Regions from separate parts of the Zea mays genome. Here region 2 is linked to region 1. Evidence: chromatin contacts called from public Hi-C data. All regions are on one chromosome and are shown on one strand. Each heading gives the region's core, a stretch centred on a gene start, on an enhancer-like site or on the middle of the called end of the contact. The rest is flanking DNA. Distances are from core to core; before and after follow the strand shown. Region 1 holds the start of LOC100282644 (peroxisomal carrier protein). Region 2 holds the start of LOC103635743.

Evidence for each region. Hi-C and Micro-C count contacts between places; a contact is called where the count stands out from the background.
Region 2: a Hi-C map of leaf shows a contact between it and region 1, with 5 times the contacts expected there. The contact joins the promoter of LOC103635743 here to the promoter of LOC100282644 in region 1. A contact is called at or near these places in 7 of 25 Hi-C or Micro-C datasets (bundle sheath, ear, endosperm and 4 more).

What each region holds. Positions count from the first base shown.
Region 1 is chr8:116,994,590-116,997,719 of Zm-B73-REFERENCE-NAM-5.0, reverse strand. It overlaps LOC100282644 (peroxisomal carrier protein), which reads left to right and starts at 1,707. Exons shown (of 5, transcript NM_001155552.2): 1 at 1,707-2,163. The coding sequence starts at 2,000.
Region 2 is chr8:117,207,450-117,210,579 of Zm-B73-REFERENCE-NAM-5.0, reverse strand. LOC103635743 reads right to left here and starts at 1,487. Exons shown (of 2, transcript XM_008658120.4): 1 at 461-1,487. The coding sequence starts at 1,212.

The DNA.
Region 1 (3,130 bases), core at 458-2,957:
GGTGGTGCCGGCGGCGACCTGCAAAGAAAAAGAAAAATCAAAGGAATGTTTCTCATTGCTCTCGCATCTAGAGTCTATGTATTGACTGACTCTGTGGTGCTTGCTGAAACTGGGATGCTTGCTTAGTCCGTTGATCTCCCGCCCTATGTCAAAACACATTATTTGTTGCTTTGGATATGAAAACTGGATTCTATTAGCAAGTTTTGGCGACTCACGTTCAGATTGTAGCTTAGGAGTATAAGTTTCTAGGACTACATGTATCTCTTAGCTAGGAAAAGCAAAAATTCAAATCAATCTGACACTTCAGGCATGTAGGTTTGCAGAACATTTGGTCTGTGTCTTTGGAAAGGAGGGTGCAACATTGCATTTTTTTGAGAAGTCACCTGGTGTAGGAGTATCCATCTGCCATGCACGAGAATGACCAGCTCCAGCTGATCTGAGCTGTCAGGTGCCAATAATGCCGGCAGACATGGATCGATCAGACTGCACCAGTACGAACCAACCATCGTGTAGTATTTGTACGTACAGTCCCCTCCCGTTCCCTTGTTCGATTCTCAGCGCCTGCCACTCTCTGACATGCATGAGACACGCTTCTTCTAGAGCAGATCGCCTCACGATCTGATCCGATCCTCTCACACGATCCTCTCACACGTCGTCGCGTCGCCGCTGCACGCACGCTTCGTTCGATCACATACGCTCGGGCCTCGGGCATCTGGCCGCCTTTCGGATTCCATGCATGCAGATTGCAAGTGCAGGCAGTCTCGCCTCGCGTGTGCCGTCCACCGCCGGCCACGAGGTTACAACACGCACGAGGTGTCGACGGTGTCGACGTGGGCTTGCAGACGGACGTGCCTCGGCTCGATCCCCGCCACCGTCGAACAGCCTTGGCTCGCCTCGGCTTAGTCCTCGACGTCGGGCTGAGGTCAACAAGATTGCCACGCACGCTCCAGGCAGGCGGGGGCTGTGGTTGCGGCTCGTCCTTTGGCCTTGCCGGTCATGGCAAACAGAGATGATGGGAGGGGGTTAGTGCATGCCATGTGGGCCCAACTACACCAACAAACGGGCAGAGAGGGGAACAAAATATAAAATCGATGGCATAGAAGGGATGCTACAATTTATAATGGCACATAAAGTATCGGTGTAATTTTCAGTGGCACAGAGGGAATTAACTTATATATAACTTTGTGAGAGGAGAATTTCATTACGGACGGCTCGTGAATGTTGTCATCCATCTCATAATCGTATAACACATATGTATATATAAGTTATCGAGATATTATATGTTTCAGATGCAATGTACGAGTACTGACCTATCTTATATAATACATTAGGTGAGTATCCGTGCGTCACAGGTCCAAGTTTCTCTTCGATGTCATCCCGGACAACTCGCATATATGTATCCTCTATCTCATAACTATATAACACATATGCGCATATATAAGTTATCGAGATATTATATGTCTATGTTGCAACGCACGGGCACTGACCTAGTACATAATAACATAAGATAAATCCCAAAAGAAATCTAAAATCTAACTGATTATACGCGCGGACGTGCCACTACGACGGATAGTCCGTCCGCCAACGCGCACGTAAATAAATGCACCCAGGAACAAAAGTCGGCACCAAACAGGCAAACACCGCATCTCGAAACCATGGTGCCGCGCGGACTCGTCGGTCCGCAAAATACCGTAGACGCCCGGCCCGGCCGCCCGCACCTGCCCCCGCTCAGCGTGGCGGCTGGCGTCCCCATCCCACTCGTCGCCCATCTGCCGTGACGTCTCTCCTCTCTCCAGCGGTTCCCATCTACTACTTAACTCGCAGGCCGCGGCCGCCTAGACCTTCCTCTCACTTCGCGGGTACGCAGAGTCGCTAGACGCACCTCGCTCGCAACTTGTTGGACTCGAAGGGGCAATAGACAGCAGGCAGGGCCCCGAACTGCGGGAGGAGATTCCCAAGGATCTCGTCGGCCGGGTAGAGGAAGGGACGGGGACGGGCGATGGCGGCGGACGGCGGCGGCGGGGTGGACTGGGAGAGCCTGGCGGAGGCCACCTCCGGGGCAATCGGCTCGCTCGTCAGCACCACCGTGCTCTACCCGCTCGACACCTGCAAGACCAAGTTCCAGGCCGAGCTCCAGACGCACCAGGGCGCTCAGAAGTATAGGTACTGCTGCTGATTCCATCCCTTCCCTATGGCTCTTCTCTGGTCGCCTGATCCGTACGACGGGGCTCGTGTGCCTGACTCGTCGGAAGCTGGTGCCCCTCTCTCTCTCTCTCTCTCTCTCTCTCTCTCTCTCTCTCTCTCTCTCTCTCTCGTCGGTCCGTGAGGATTTGGATCTGACTCTGCGGAGGATGATAGAGGTTTCCTGTTTTTTTCTCTCTCTCAAAATCGTGATTTGCAATTTGGCCTTTTGTATCTAGAGAGGTTTCCTGAACTGTGCAGTGGGCGATGAGAGTGCTTGGGACGGCTTGGAGAGTCTCACTTCAGTCAGTCAGGACGATAATGCCTTTGTTTTTGAAAGTTTGGAGTATTTGCAGTAATCAGGTCTTGATTGAGGGGTGCAAATCACGATTACACAATATATAGGCACGTTCATCCGGTTTATGGAAATAGAACCGGAGAGGGGTTATCCGACGCCAATTAAGTAAACCACAAGTAATTAAACCGCAACTAAGACACCCAACCCTTGTATAATCTTTCTAGGCAATCTAACACCCCTCCGCATCTGGAACACGTCGGTGGAGCGGATGTTCACGTTGAACCGAAACTCCAAGAAGACTAAGGAATGAAGGCCCTTCGTGACGATATCAGTGGATTAGGAGGTCGTTGGGACATATATAACACGAACAACACCGGCAGCAATGCGTGAAGGTCGATCTCGACGTGTTTGGCGCGCTGATGTTGCACCGGGTTCGTCTCTAGATAGATGACACTTAGGTTGTCACAATAGACAAATGTCAAATGTGGCACGTTGGAGAGGCTATTTAAGCTCAAGGAGTTGGCGGAGACAGGAGACCTCTACTATGCTATTGGCGATTGCGTGGTATTCGGTCTCAGCATTGGAGCGTGACAGAATATATAGGCACTGTACCATGAGACAACACTGAGGTAATCACGCCTCCATTGATAC
Region 2 (3,130 bases), core at 238-2,737, 210 kb before region 1:
TTCTTTCGAATCCATGACCAACAAGATGTTACAACATATAAGCTATGGTACAAACAACTGAGAAAACCACAAAATGAACAGAAGCCCACTGAATTCAGAAAATGAAGCTAAGTGGAATAAAATTTCCATAACCATCATGAGGCAAACAAACAGGGTATCCAAGCATGCTTAGGTGAGTCAGAATTAGAGGAAGGCCACACAGCACTGTTACCTATTTAATGATGTATAACAATGAGACCATGCTTTATTGTTTGCACATCCAGAATAACAGTGCATAATATCTCAAAATTTGAGATGGAGAAATGAGATTGATAGCGAACGCCATGGGTAACTCACGTGTCAGACAACAGTGAAATTGCGTTCATCCCATGGAAATAGTGCGACTGAGTTTAGCTGGTGGACTGAAGTAATAATCATGTAGAATTTGCAAATAAATGGAATATAGTCAACCATCACTCACTTCTTGTTGCGCCGTTTGCTCTTGGGGGCGCCCCATCCTTCGAGTTTAGCAACAGGGCAGCCACACCGGTTGCGGAAGAGCAGCACGGCTCGGCCGTTAGGCGGCGCCATCCGGCGGAGTTCGGCGCGAAGGCACTCGTAGTCTGGGTTGTTTCCGCCCTGGCCGCCCTTCCACGGCAGCGCCTCGATCTCGCGCCACATGGATGCTTCGGCGCCGCCGGCGGTGCTTCCGGCGCCGGCGCGAAGGGCCCCCTCGGTCTGCAGCTGGACGTCGAACTCCAGCGCCTTTCGCAGGCCGCGGCAGCGCGGGTTGCGGCACCGGCGCCGCGGGAGCCGGCGACAGGAGAGGAACGCGGTGGCGACGAGCACGGCCGCCGCGGCCAGGTAAGGCAGTGCGGCGGTGGCGTAGGCGAGCGCCGCGGCGGCGGGCGGCGTGGCGAGCAGCGGGGAGAGCGAGCGCGCGACGTGCGAGAGCGAGGAGGCGAGCAGGAAGGCAAGCGAGAAGAGCACGAGAAGCAGGATGAGGAGATCGAGCGTGGCCGACGATGGGGCGTGCCTGCACGTCGGCGGAGAGACGGAGATGCTGTGGCCGCCGTGGTTGTGTTGGTGGTGGTGGGCCCCGCCTCCGCCGGCCGAGGAGCGGGAGGAGGAGGAGGATGCGGGTCGCATCGCCGCGGCGCCCGCGGCTGCTGCGGTGGAGGCAGGGGGCGGCGGCAGAGCGGTGAGGGGAGGGGAGAGGAATGGCCGGAGCATGACGCGGCCGGCGTGGGGATTAATCGACGGATTTGGGCGAATTAAATCGGGATCGGATTCGTTGCGTGCCTTGTTTATTGTGGTTTTCTGCCTTTCGGAGCGGGTTTTTGCTGCTGCCGCCGCTTGGACCTTCCTCCTTTTCCCCCCTTATTTCCTTAATCGCGATTAGTCTACAGCATAGCAGATCAAAAAAAAAGGTCGGGCAGCAAGGATCGAGCCGTCGAGTGGAGAGGGGTGAGGTGGAGACTGGGGTGGATCAGGACCCGTCACGCATCAAATCAACGGTAAAGAATGCCGGGGGCGCCTTTTTGTATTGGAATGGGATGCGTGGATTTGACTTTGCTACGATGTGTCGTTCCAAATCGGAATTAGCCCATTTTAAGGTAGTTGAGAAGTTTGGTCAACTCCATCATATTGATTTCAAGGGAAATTTTTATCGGAATTAGGGCATTTTAAGATAGTGAAACGAAGGTAATGTTATACTCCATACAACGGTGGCAGTTGCCAGTTGCTACCATTGGAACCAGAACGCGTTAGTTTTCATTACAGTACGAACTATTTTGGCAGTACTCGATCTGGTACCCTGGCTTTACACTGTCACTAGCTTCCGTAACGTTCTCCTTCACTTATATATACACACACGCGAAATAATAATCCATTGTGATTCGTGCGAAGGCATAGGACTCACCGTTAGCCCTTGGATCGTGCTTCGTGCTCGCCTGCTAAGACTACTAGGTGTTTTGTTTGATGAATGAGTTAATCCATCATATTCTCACTCCTCACTATTTTTGTTTGGTTTGTGAAATGGAATGAGTTGATCCATCATAGTTAATTAGTTAGTACTAATATGAGGAATGTGGTCATCCCACCAAATTTATAAGTTGTTTGGTTTGAGGAATGATTTAATCCATCGTCTTCTCACTCCTCACTTTTTTGTTTGGTTTGTGGAATGGATTAAGTTGATCCATCATCACCTCATTCCTTATAGTTATTTAGTTAGTACTAATATGAGCATGAAGTCATCCCACCAAATTTGAGAAATGGACCCATGATGCAACACCATATTTTGGATGAAGTGATTCCTCAAACCAAACACCCCCTTAAAGAATGAACCCATGATGCACCGTCTCAAGTTGGATGTAGTGATTCCTTAAACCAAACACCCCCTATCTACACGGCTCTTCCCTAAAATTTTCCCCCTATATTGCACTATGCAGCCATTTAGAGTTAAAAAAATAAGTTATGGATTTATTAAGTTTTAGGGTTTAATTTCTATATTAAAATCATTTTCTGATTTATTTTATTAAACATGAGAGTTCAGGGGTTGTTTTATAAAAACCAGGGCACGACTGTAATTAATTTACACCGGCAGCGGACGGCGGGTTTATTCTGCAATACTTCGGGGACTTTTGCAAAACAGTCCGGCCGAAAAGGGTATCGGCCGGCACAAACTGTTGGATTGTCGTTCGACGGGTGAGATTAGAGCTGACCCAGAAGGATTTGGGGATCGTTGATCGCGAGATCTACGGTGGACATTCAGTTGATCACGAGGCTCATCCGATCAAAATCGAACGGGCGCCACCAGCGTTGGACGAATCGTTACCCTATGTCTAATCATGACCGTTGACGCATAGATCAAGGTCTCGGGAGATTCTTCCCCAGCTCGCAGAACTGGACACGACGGCGATCTCGCCGGAGCCACGGGACCTGACATCCCCAGGGCCCAAACTATACATAGACAGGCCCTACATAATGGAGCATTTTCACCTTTACTAGGTGATTTCAGCTCAGCTCTCGATGTTGCGCATTTCCTCAGTTGCATCATCAATTTTCTTCTAGAGCTTAGAGAGTCGAAGCATCTTTTCCTTGTGCTTCTCTACTTGTTGGTGAATAGCTTCGAGGTTGTTGATCTCCCGAT